2 separate regions of the Ovis aries genome follow, and region 1 is linked to region 2. A link is a contact called in public Hi-C data. All regions are on one chromosome and are shown on one strand. The core of a region is the stretch at or near the end of the contact, and the rest is flanking DNA. Distances in the headings are between cores, read along the strand shown. Region 1 holds the start of SMTN (smoothelin). Region 2 overlaps OSBP2 (oxysterol binding protein 2).

Region 1 (5,219 bases), core at 659-3,158, 230 kb after region 2:
CCCCTTTCAGATGGGAAGGGAAGGCAAGTAAGAACGGAGGAGGACCCCAGCTCTGAGGGCTTGACGGGGGATGGGGGGGACGGGACCCGTGCTTATCTTCAGTATTACCAGGAACTGGTGAGCTCGTGAGTGTCATATAAAGTCCACACAGAGACTCACCCGTGCCGTTTCTCCCTGCTGGGGGTGGGGAGCGGAGCTAGGACGAAGACGGCCATTCATTGGAGCAGACGGCCGCCACTCAGGTGGCCTACCTGTGCCCCGCCCCAGGGGGCTGTTCCAATGGGCGCGCGCGGTTTGAATAGGACCTAGTTGACCTTGGAGGGTGCTGACCCTCGTCCTGGAAAATTAAAAGGGCATCTAGGTTGGGAATTCCCTGGCGGTGCAGTGATTGGGATTCTGAGCTCTCACTGCCAGAGTGCCCGGGTTTAATTCGTAGCAAGGGAACTAAGATCCCATAACCCACGTAACCAAAAAAATAGTAATAGTAACAATAAAATAAAGTTTATTTTTAAAAATTACATCTAGTCTGACTAGAGAGAGACTAGATGCGGCTTGCTCGAATTAAAGCGCCCAAATTGGGCTCTGTTTGCTCCTCCTCCCATGTGACCTTAAGGAGTCTCTTCCCTCTCAGCGCTGGGGTTTTCCCATGTGTAAAATGGGACCACCTCTCAAGAATGTGGGGGTGAAATAAGTTGACGTCTTTAACAGAGTCTCAGAGTGGATACTGCCCCTCTGTCTAGATGGGGGTGAGGTGTGGTGGCGGATGGTCACAGAGGCTCTAGACAGTGGGGCTGAGTCTCCTGATGCAACAGGCTGAAGCCACTTCCCCACAACCCCATATCACAATGGTTAACAGCACAGGTTCTATACTCAAAACGTTCCGGTATGAATCACAGTTCCACTACCTATCACTTGTTGTCCTCAGCTGTAAAATGAGACGGTAATCTTGGGTTCATCATAGGAATTATATGCCTGGTACATGGCAAGTACAAAATAAATGAGTTTATATTATTATTGTTATTATTTGACAGACAGGACTCCAGACGCCACCTACCAGGCTCCAACTCCCTTTGGTCTCCAGGGAGACCTGCGGAAGGGACCCTGATCTCTAGCAGAAGGGACTGAGTGGTATTTCCCGGGGTGGGGTGGGGGGTCTGAGCTCTGGGGTCCCCTTATTTATTCCTTATGTTGTCTTGGGCATGTCGGCTCTCTCAGGGCCTCAATTTCCTCCATTTACTGAATGAGATTCTGGACTTGGTGTTCCCAGTTTAAAATCCCAGCGCTGCAAGAGGCCGACCCTGAGGAGCTTGGCAGGGAGAAGTGACAGATAAGGTGAATGTGTGTGCAAAGGTGTGTGGGCTGGGGAAGTGGTGTGTGATTGACCTACTCCATCTGAGGCTGTCCCTGAGGTGCCCCCACGTAGGGTCAATGTGTTGCCGGTCACTTAGTCCCTGCTCTGAGGTGGCCTGGACCAGGTGTCCTGAAAGCAGCCTGGGGGCAGCGGCCAAGCCCGGGCACTGAAGCTAGGAGGGGGCGGAGCTGAGGGAGGGGACAGGGCCTCGCGAACAAAGAGGAGGGCGGAGAGAGGCTGTGCCGAAGGCTCCGCGAATAGTACGATCCCGGGCCACTTACCCCGGCTTCGCGCGCCCTCCCCGACTTTGGCGCAAAGTTGCGTCCTTCTAGCGACGCCCACTCGACCAGCCAAGGTTGCAAGAGCAGTGGCCCCAAGACTGCAATCCTCTACTTCCAAGGCCCGCGAAGGGCGGGGCCTCCACTAGGGGCGTGGCAGTCAAAATTGAATTTCCCCAATAGGGCGGGAGTGTGGGCGGGACCCTCCCCGGAATTGGCTGGCGCGGGGTTTCGGGGCGGGGTCCTAGGGGCTGCTGGCGCGGCTGGACAGGCGGTGCTAGCAGAATCCCGGGGACGGTTGCTGAGCGGCCTGGGATCCCGGTCGCGGCGCCTTCCGCCTGGCCGCTCCTAGTCATCCATCTGTTGGATCCCGAACGACCTAGCCTGAGCCCGCGCGGGACGGGCGGACCAGACGGAGAGGTGGGTGTGCGGGGCCTCCGGGCGGCAGCAGGACCCCCGACGGGTCCGAGGGTGGCACCCGGATATGTGGACTCCCAGGGTTCTGGGACCCTCAGATCTGGGAGCTCCCACCCATCCACGGGGGCGCTAAGCCATGCGGTAAAAGTTCTGAAACCCGGGGTAAAGACGCTCACGGATCTCCAGGAGGCTCCACGACCTCCAGGGGTGTAAGTCTATGGGGGCAGAAACCCCGAGGAAGCTCCTCCGTTCCTCTGAGGCCCATCACAAACTTTTGGGACCCCACACTGTGTGACAGAGAGCCACGGGACTGGCCTGGAGCAGCGGCGGGAATTCCTAAGGAGAAAGAGACTTCCCTGGGAGTTCCAGATTCAGCATTAGGGACCCCTGCCCCTCAGAAGACATGGGGGAACTCAGAGTGTCCACAGAACCTAAGTCTGATGACTGCTCATGAAGGACCGCAGCAGAGGGAGTTTGGGCGGTTGCCACCTGTCTGAGACTACAGGGATGGGGAAGCAAGCAGCGACTTGAACAGGCAGAGTCCCGCGAACCCCAAGTGTGTGGACTAGGACACCCCCAGACCCATTCACCGGATGAGGTGACTCGAAAAGTGACTGTTCTGGGGAGGGGGAAGGGATGACTGCGGGATGAATCAGCGGGAGCAGGGGCAATCCTGAGGCCATTTCAGTCTCCGTACAGTAACTGAGCACCTCTGGAGTGTCAGGCCATGGGCCCTGGAAATTCCAGAAAGGTTAGGGCTGCAAGAGGAAGAAAAGAGTTACACTGGGAAGCTGGGCCAGGATTTAGGGGGCCATTTTGAGAGACAGTAATAGGGCAAGAGGGAGTGTCCTGAGCGCCTGAGGGCACTTTGGAAGGGGACTTCAGAAGCCAGAGGTGGCCAAGATTAAATCCTTTCCCTGCCCTCTGGGTCTTTGGGATCCTCCTTCCCCCACGACAATCCTCTGGCCCTTTCCAATCCTGTTTTTCAAAGTCCAGGAGCTGGGCGGATCAGTTTCTGAAGGCTCTTCCAGATAGGGAACTGAATTCTAAGTGTGGGAATTGGCAGGAGGAGCTGGGTGTCGGACACCTGGCTTCATGAAGTCAGGGCAGTTGGCATCGCGGGAGGGCGGGAAGGGGAGGGGTGGAGAGGGGTGTGTGCAGAGGGCTGTCCTCAAGAATTGGAAGACAGGATGTTACCTCCAATGGCTTAGGTTACCTGTGGAAGTGCGAGTGGCGAGAGCAGCAAGGATTGGGCTTGGGCTTGGGCTTAGTCCATAGCCAGAGGCTGAGCTTTTGGGATGACTGGGGGCTGGGCAGGCCCTGGGGATGGGTGGGTGGGGCAGGAAGCCATGGAGTGTGGCGGGCACCCCCTGGTGGTGAGCACAGCTTGGGTGGGCCTTGTTGGGCTCTGGCTTCACAATCCAGGTCCCTGCCGTCCCTGTTTGATGCTTAGATATGGCAAGGGCCCAGCTGAGGCCACACAGCAAGCTAGCAGTCCAGGTGACTGGACTAGGAGCTTCTCCTCTTGGTTTGTTGGGTTTTCCAGCACACACTACCTGAGGGAAGAAGGCACCTCCCAGCTAGGAGTGACATCACAGATAAGAAGGATGGGACAGCAATGCATGATCATGGGTTAGAGAGGGAAACTGAGGCACAAGAGCCCAAGTGCCTGTGGTTTCTGGAGGCCTCTGAAGGCCTGACTCACGTCTATCCCCTGCAGAATTTCCTGAGCTGGCGTCAGGTGCCACAGGCACTGGGGAACTCACCAGGAAGGGACGGACGGAGCTCAGGGCCAGCCAGATGGCGGACGAAACCTTAGCTGGGCTGGATGAGGGAGCCCTACGGAAGTTGGTAAGTGGTCCCATCATCTCTACTATGAGAACAGACAAGCCAGGCCGGAGAGGCAGGGTCTGTCCAGGATATCTCTCAGCTGACTGAGAGGAGGTGATGGGGGAGGGGCCAGAGGGAGGGCTCAGGGAAACAGGGCTAGGCCTGTTCTGCGTGGTCAATGCAGAGGTTCTGGTGGCATGTGCCCATCCATGCCAGGTGCTGAGGTTGTTCCTCCCAGCCCCCCAGTGCCACCACCTGTTTAAACAGTAACTGGTGAGGACTTGCCCATGTGCAGCCACAGGTGTGGGGAGGCTGGATTTGCCTCTCCCAAGCAACAGCCTGGGCAGTATCCACCCCTGGAGGCCAGCCCAATGATAACAGTAGCAGCAATGATTAATAATACGCCAGGGCATAGCAGGGAGCAGGCTGGGCGGCTAAGCACACCGTCTCACAGAATGGTCACAGCAGCTCCAAGAGCCAGGAGGAGAATACTGTGGCTTGGAGAGGTGAAGTCACCTGTCCAGGGACACCCAGCTAGGAAAAGGATTAGCCAGGATCCAAAGAAACCCCCAATGAGGATCATGGGAGAACAAGAGACCTGGATAAGTCAAGGCCAGAAGAGCTCATCAAGGCAGGCCTTGGGGACCCTTAGGAGCTCTGTGACTTCTAATCTATCTGTAAAATGGGAGGTGGGGGCAATGTGTGTGAACGTAATATCTAGGTCCTTCAGCTGGCATGAGGATGGAATGAGGCATGGGCCCAGATCTTGGTGTGGAAAAAGATGGGCCCCCTGTATCCCCTTTCCCTAGCTTCTTCTTGAAGCCCCTCCCCCAACATCCGTACCATGCACAGAGAGGCAGTGGGGCAATCGAGCAGGGCAAGTATGTGCCCACCAGCAAGGGCAGAGAGCAGTGGAACAGGAGAAGGGGCCAGAGCCCCACCCCCTCAGCCCCTGACCCATGTCCAGCGGGTAAATTAAAGATTTACTTTCCCTGGGAGAAGGCAAATGACCCACCCCACCCCCATTCCATTCCTTTGGAGGCAGGGGCTGGAGCCAGACAGTTCAGCCCCAATCACTGGGCAGTGCCCAGTCACTGCCATCGTCTACCCAAGGCACTCGGCCTTGGACAGCACCTCAGACTCTGGGTGTCTGCCACGGCCGCAGGCGGCTGTGTGCAACCCGAAGGAGGTGGGTTTCCAAAGGCTCCCACCCTGTCCGCTCGACTTCCCGGCAGGAAGTCAGAATCCTAACGTGGGTAGTGGAGAGAAAGCCAGGTCTCCGCGCATCCCCATCTCAGCCGCCACCCCCGCTTCATGCAGGCTTGGGCACTGGAAAAAGGGTT
Region 2 (5,581 bases), core at 2,177-4,676:
CCCCCGTCCCCAGAAGGAGCAGCCTCATCTGCTGAGGTGAGCAGGCTTAATGAAGTCTTTCATGAGCTCATTAAGGTAGTAAAATGTTGACTGGCATGGATTAAACAACAGCAACAACAACACACACACAGACACACACAGACACACACACAGACACAGACACACACACACACAGACACACACACACAGACACACACAGAGACACACACACACAGACACACACAGACACACACAGACACACAGACACAGACACACAGACACACACAGAGACACACACACACAGAGACACAGACACAGACACACACAGACACACACAGACACAGACACACACACAGACACACACAGAGACACAGACACACAGACACAGACACACACACAGACAGACACACACACAGAGACACACACACAGACAAACACACAGAGACACACACACAGACACACACACACAGACACACACACACAGACACACACACAGACACACACACAGACACACACACACACACACACCCTGAAAAACTTCTCTGTAACTTAGGTGGGCACGAAGGCCACTAGGGTGAGCGTGTTAGAATTCTTAGGGGAGTGCCACCGAGAGTCTGACGAGATGATCAGGTGGTGCTCAGGAACTCCCATTTTAAACGTACATATTTCTGTTTTTAAAAAATATTTTGACTTATCTTGGCTGCTCCAGGCCTGAGTTGCGGTGCCCGGGGTCTTCAAGCTTTGTTGTGGCATGTGGAGTCTTTAGTTTCAGTGTGTGAACTCTTTTTTTGTTTTCCTAAATTTTTGGTTGCCCTGAGTCTTCATTGCTGCACATGGGGGCCACTCTTCATTGCCGTGCACGAGTTCCTCATTGCGATGGGTTCCCCGGTGGCGCTAGCGGTAAAAGGCCCGCCTGCCTGCCAAAGCAGGAGATGTAAGAGATGCAGGTTTGATCCCTGGGTCAGGACCCCTTTTAGGAGGAAATGGCAGCCCACTCCAGTATTCTTGCCTGGAAAATCCCATGGGCAAAGGAGCCTGGTGGGCTACAATCTGCAGGGCCAAAGGGAGTTGGACACGACTGAAGCGACTTTGCACTCTCGGGGAGCACAGGCCCCGGTCGCAAGGGCTTCAGCGGTTGTGACGCGTGGAGTCAGAGCTCGCTGGCCCTAGACCATGAGCTCAGCAGTTGTGCCTCATGGGATAAGTTGCTCTGCCGCACGTGGAATCTTCCTGGAGTGGGAATTGAACCTGTGTCCCCTGCATTGGCAGGCGGATTCTTATCCGCTGTACCATCAGGGAAGTCTGCGGCGTATGAACTCTTAGCAGTGGCATGTGGGATCTAGTTCCGCAACCGGGGATTGAACTGGGGCCCCCTGGACTGGGAATTTGAAGTCTTAACCTCAGACCATCAGAGAAGCCCGGGAAACCCCATTTGAATATGCATTCCAGGCAGCGCTCCTGTCAGCTCCCCCGGATCTCCTTTGAGAAACACGGTCTACTCAGACTTCCTGGATGGCTTCCTGCAGCCGTCTTGCTTCCCCCATTTCCAAACAGCATGTTTTCTGTGGAATGAGGGTTTAATTACATTTTACTACCATTTTTTTTTTAAATGAACGGGATCCAGAGAGACGAGGGGCAGTGTGGGGGTCCACCAGGCGCACTGGTGTCTGTATCCTTGGCCGCTGTCTTCCAGGTGTGGCTGCAGCCTGTCTTCCAGGTGCGGCTGCAGGCTTCTCTCCCCGTGAGAAGAGGGACTGTGTCTGTCCTGGGAATGCTGCTCCGTTCTCCACGAGGACTCTGGCTGCACAGTCCTCGCCTGGACTGAGAGAGTGGGACTGTGGGTGTGAACTGTTGGTCACTGAGGCTGATAGCAGTGAAAAAGGCGTTGCTGACCAGAGGGTTTGGCTTCCGTTTCTCTAGTGGCCCCAGGATGAATATTCAGTGGTAGCTGGGGCAGGAGGGTAGGCAGCCATTGCTCATCAATAGGTCAGCAGCTCGAGATGGGAATTCTCTGCTTGCTTTGGCTGTGGACCCGGGGCCCCCAGAATGCTACACGGCCCTCTGTGCAGATAAACAGATCTGTGCCTAGATTTTTTTTTTTTTGCGGGGGGGGGGGTGTCTGTTTCTGGTCCTTTGGATTAGGCGGTGTCCAGCTTTCAGGTGTTCAGGCCTCGAAGCCCCTGGTGGTCTCAGCACTTCCCTCCAAGCTTCCAGCCCAGGCAAGAGGCAGGCCGTGTCCTGACCTGTAGTCCTTGGCTCACAGGTTTCGGGACAGAGGGGCTGAGCTCACCCAAACCCTCTGAAACATGGATGAGTCAGCCTCTCTCTCTCAAACTCTTCTCTGCCCTGACTCACATCTGGGCCACTTCATCCAGTAAGAGGCACGGGGTGGGGGCAGTTAAGATTTCCCCTCAGCAATGCCAGGACAGGAAGCCCAGCTCACCCCACTCCACTTCATGGGCCTACCCTGGTATCCGGGGAGGGAAAAATCTGTGCTCAGTTTGAGAAATGAGGCCCTGGGGGGTTATGTCAAAATCGAGGGCCAGCCTGCTCATCCTGAGGGCTCTTTGCAGGAGGGCCAGTTGCTCTTACTTTGCCCCTTGCGTGGAGTCGTTGCTCAGTGAACATGCCAGTTGAAAGAGGCATAAAAGCCTCAGGAGGGTGCAGGTGGACTCGAGGATGCTGCAGAACCCAGGGGATGGGACTTTTCAACAATCCTGTGGTTGTTATGGAAAACTTATGACAAACAGAAGCAGACAGAAGTCTCAGGAACCGGCCCACACTTGTCGCCAGTTCTCCACTCAATCTTGTTTCTGTGTCTCTGCTCTCTTCCCTAACCCTGCATCACTTTGAATGTTTGTCAACATTTCAGGGTGTGTATCTAAAAGATAAGGATGCCTTTTAAAAAAGTTTAATATAGTCAAAGTACTGTTGTCATATCTGAAAAATTAATAATGCAGTGCACTGAGGCTTTTTTTTTTAAAGGAACTTGTACTCTCCCTGGTGACTCAGAGGTCGGGTGGGAACTAGGAAAGGGGGTCAGGGCCTGAGAAAGGGGGACACACACGTGCTTCCAGCTGAGAAGGCTGGGCTTTCTTCAGAGTCTGAAGAAACCAAGGGGAAAGTTAGTGTCCCCGGGAGAGAATTCTGGCCCTTCCGGAAGAAGCAGAAATTGGCACAGGGCAGGGCTTCCTGGAAGGACAGAGGCCCTGGAGGGCTTGGCCTTGCCAGGGCCTGCAGGGTAGGGAAGGGACGTGAGTTGGAGTCAGTTCTCAAGTATCCTCATCAGCAAAGGCGAGAGCCACCAGAAGGGAACTTAGCAGAGCGACAGTGTTCTGTTGTGTAAGAGGTGTTGACAGTTTGGATTCAGATGTGACCCTGTGCCCATACAGATGGCAGCGGCTTACCCCTGAGGGACTCATGTAAGTCGGTGCTGGCGGAAGAGGCTCAGGGTAACTGGGTCACTCACCAGCCAGTTGGAATGTATGCGCAGAATGTGAGCAGGATGACAGCTCAGCTCTCGGGGAGGCTGAGCTGGGTTTTCAAAGCGAGGGTGGTATTTGTTCCGACTCGTCCCACAGACCCTCTGCCAGCTGGCAGAGCCCAAAAGCCCATGGCCCAGAGGTGGCCCCCTTATTTCAGTAGAAAAATAAGCATTCTGAAATGTTTGTATTGGAGGTGGACTTCGTATGAGGATTAATAGGTCAGAGTCGTTTGACCAGAAAGATAGAGTTACTTGTCTGCATTCCCTCCATTCTTACCATTAAGATGCTTTAAGCATCTTTTTCCTGCCAGGGCAATTATCCTGATACTGACCGTTTCCTTTGTAACTAAAGGGCATAGTAGCACTTACCTTTGTAATTATCAGATTGAGAAGGCTTATGCTTTGTTGCCTTTTAAATGTTAACCTACTCCTGGATCTGTGGGCATGAGCACCAGTCTCTGACGTGGGTGGGGTTGGCAGCTCGTTTCGTCGCTAGTGGCAAAATACGTGACCTGAACCCAAGGCAAGCTGGGATGGGACATCTTCCTGGGTTCCTTTGCCAGCTTGATCTTTGATTTGGAGAGAAACTTACAAAGCTCAAGACTAGGTATTCGGGGCTGTGGAACCAGCAGGCGGGCAAGTTCACCCCGACAGGGGGCATAGCTGAGTCTTATTTGCATGATGGTGTGCAGGGATGTGGCTTAGTAAAGCAGGCATAAGATTTGGGATCCTAGTTTTGCCTTGAGTCACTGTGTAACTTAAAAACAAATTTTGAAAGTTGGTTTACAATGTTATGTTAGTTTCAGGAATACAGCAGAGTAATTCAGTTTTATATACATACATATATATGTATGTGTATTCTTTTCTAGCTTCCTTTCCGTTATAGATATTACAAGATACTGAATGTACAGGACAGGGAACTAGTTACTTATCTAGTAATAGGAGTGTGTATTTGCTAATCCTAAACTCCTAATTTGTCCCTGCCCCCCCCCCCAGCACTTTCCCCTTTGATAACCATAATACTGTTTTCTATATTGGTTGTGAGTCTGTTTCTGTTTTGTAAATAAGTTCATTTTTTTTTAGATTCCACAGATAAGTGATGTCACTTTTTATTTGTCTTTCTCTGTCTTACTTTACTTAGGATGATAATCTCTAGGTCCACGCATGAGTTGCAAATGGCTTCGTCACTCTTTCTTGTGGCTGAGTAATACTCCATTGTGTGCATATGTATATATATTCCTTATCTTCTTTACCCATCCCTCTGTCGATGGACACTTCGGTTGCTTCTACGTCTGGCTGTTGTGACCAGTGCTGCTGTGAACATTAGGGCACCCACACCTATTTGAATTTGAGTTTTCGTCTTTTCCGTTGTGTAACAATTTTTTAAAATTTACTTGGATTGCTCAGGGTCTCAGTTGCTGCCCACGGGATCTTTACCGCATCATGTGCGATCTCTTGCTGAGGTGCACAGACTCTCAAGCTGTGTGATCTCTTGTTGAGGTGGATAGACTCTCAGGTTGCGTGATCTGTTGTTGAGGTGCACAGACTCTCAAGTTGTGTGATCTCTTGCTGAGGTGCACAGACTCTCAAGTTGTGTGATCTCTTGTTGAGGCACAGACTCTCAAGTTGTGTGATCTTTTGTTGAGATGCACAGACTCCCAAGTTGTGTGATCTCTGGCTGAGGTGCACAGACTCTCAAGTTGTGTGATCTTTTGTTGAGATGCACTGACTCCCAAGTTGCGTGATCTCTTGTTGAGGTGCACAGACTCTCAAGTTGTGTGATCTCTTGTTGAGGCGCAGACTCTCAAGTTGTGTGATCTCTTGTTGAGGTTCACAGTCTCTCAAGTTGTGTGATCTCTTGTTGAGGTTCACAGTCTCTCAAGTTGTGTGATCTCTTGTTGAGGTTCACAGTCTCTCAAGTTGTGTGATCTTTTGTTGAGGTACGCAGATTCCCAAGTTGTGGCACTCGGGCTCTGCCGCATGTGGGATTTCAGTTCCCTGACCAGGGTTTGAACCCGTGTCCCTGGCACTGCAAGACTGATTCTTAACCAGTGGACCACCGGGGAAGTCCCTTCGATTGCGTCACTTTTGACGAGGCCCTTAACCTCGCTAAGCCTT

Evidence for each region. Hi-C and Micro-C count contacts between places; a contact is called where the count stands out from the background.
Region 1: a contact with region 2 is called in a Hi-C map of tail adipose tissue, with 4 times the contacts expected there. The contact joins the promoter of SMTN here to the enhancer-like site in region 2. A contact is called at or near these places in 4 of 16 Hi-C or Micro-C datasets (liver, muscle, skin fibroblasts and 1 more).

Annotation. Positions count from the first base shown.
Region 1 is chr17:69,858,423-69,863,641 of ARS-UI_Ramb_v3.0, forward strand. It overlaps SMTN (smoothelin), which reads left to right and starts at 1,909. Exons shown (of 18, transcript XM_027956804.2): 1 at 1,909-2,049; 2 at 3,767-3,897. The coding sequence starts at 3,847. LOC105602949 (a long non-coding RNA gene) reads right to left here and starts at 1,776. Exons shown (of 4, transcript XR_006056751.2): 1 at 1,633-1,776.
Region 2 is chr17:69,624,080-69,629,660 of ARS-UI_Ramb_v3.0, forward strand. All of the region lies in intron 2 of OSBP2 (oxysterol binding protein 2), which reads left to right. Among named protein-coding and RNA genes, the nearest start is that of OSBP2, 30 kb to the left of the region's middle. Within about 2 kb of position 3,427, at least 5 of the 54 cell types and tissues checked have an H3K27ac peak or open chromatin away from gene starts, as enhancers often do. A contact at or near this core is called in tail adipose tissue, where this site is marked.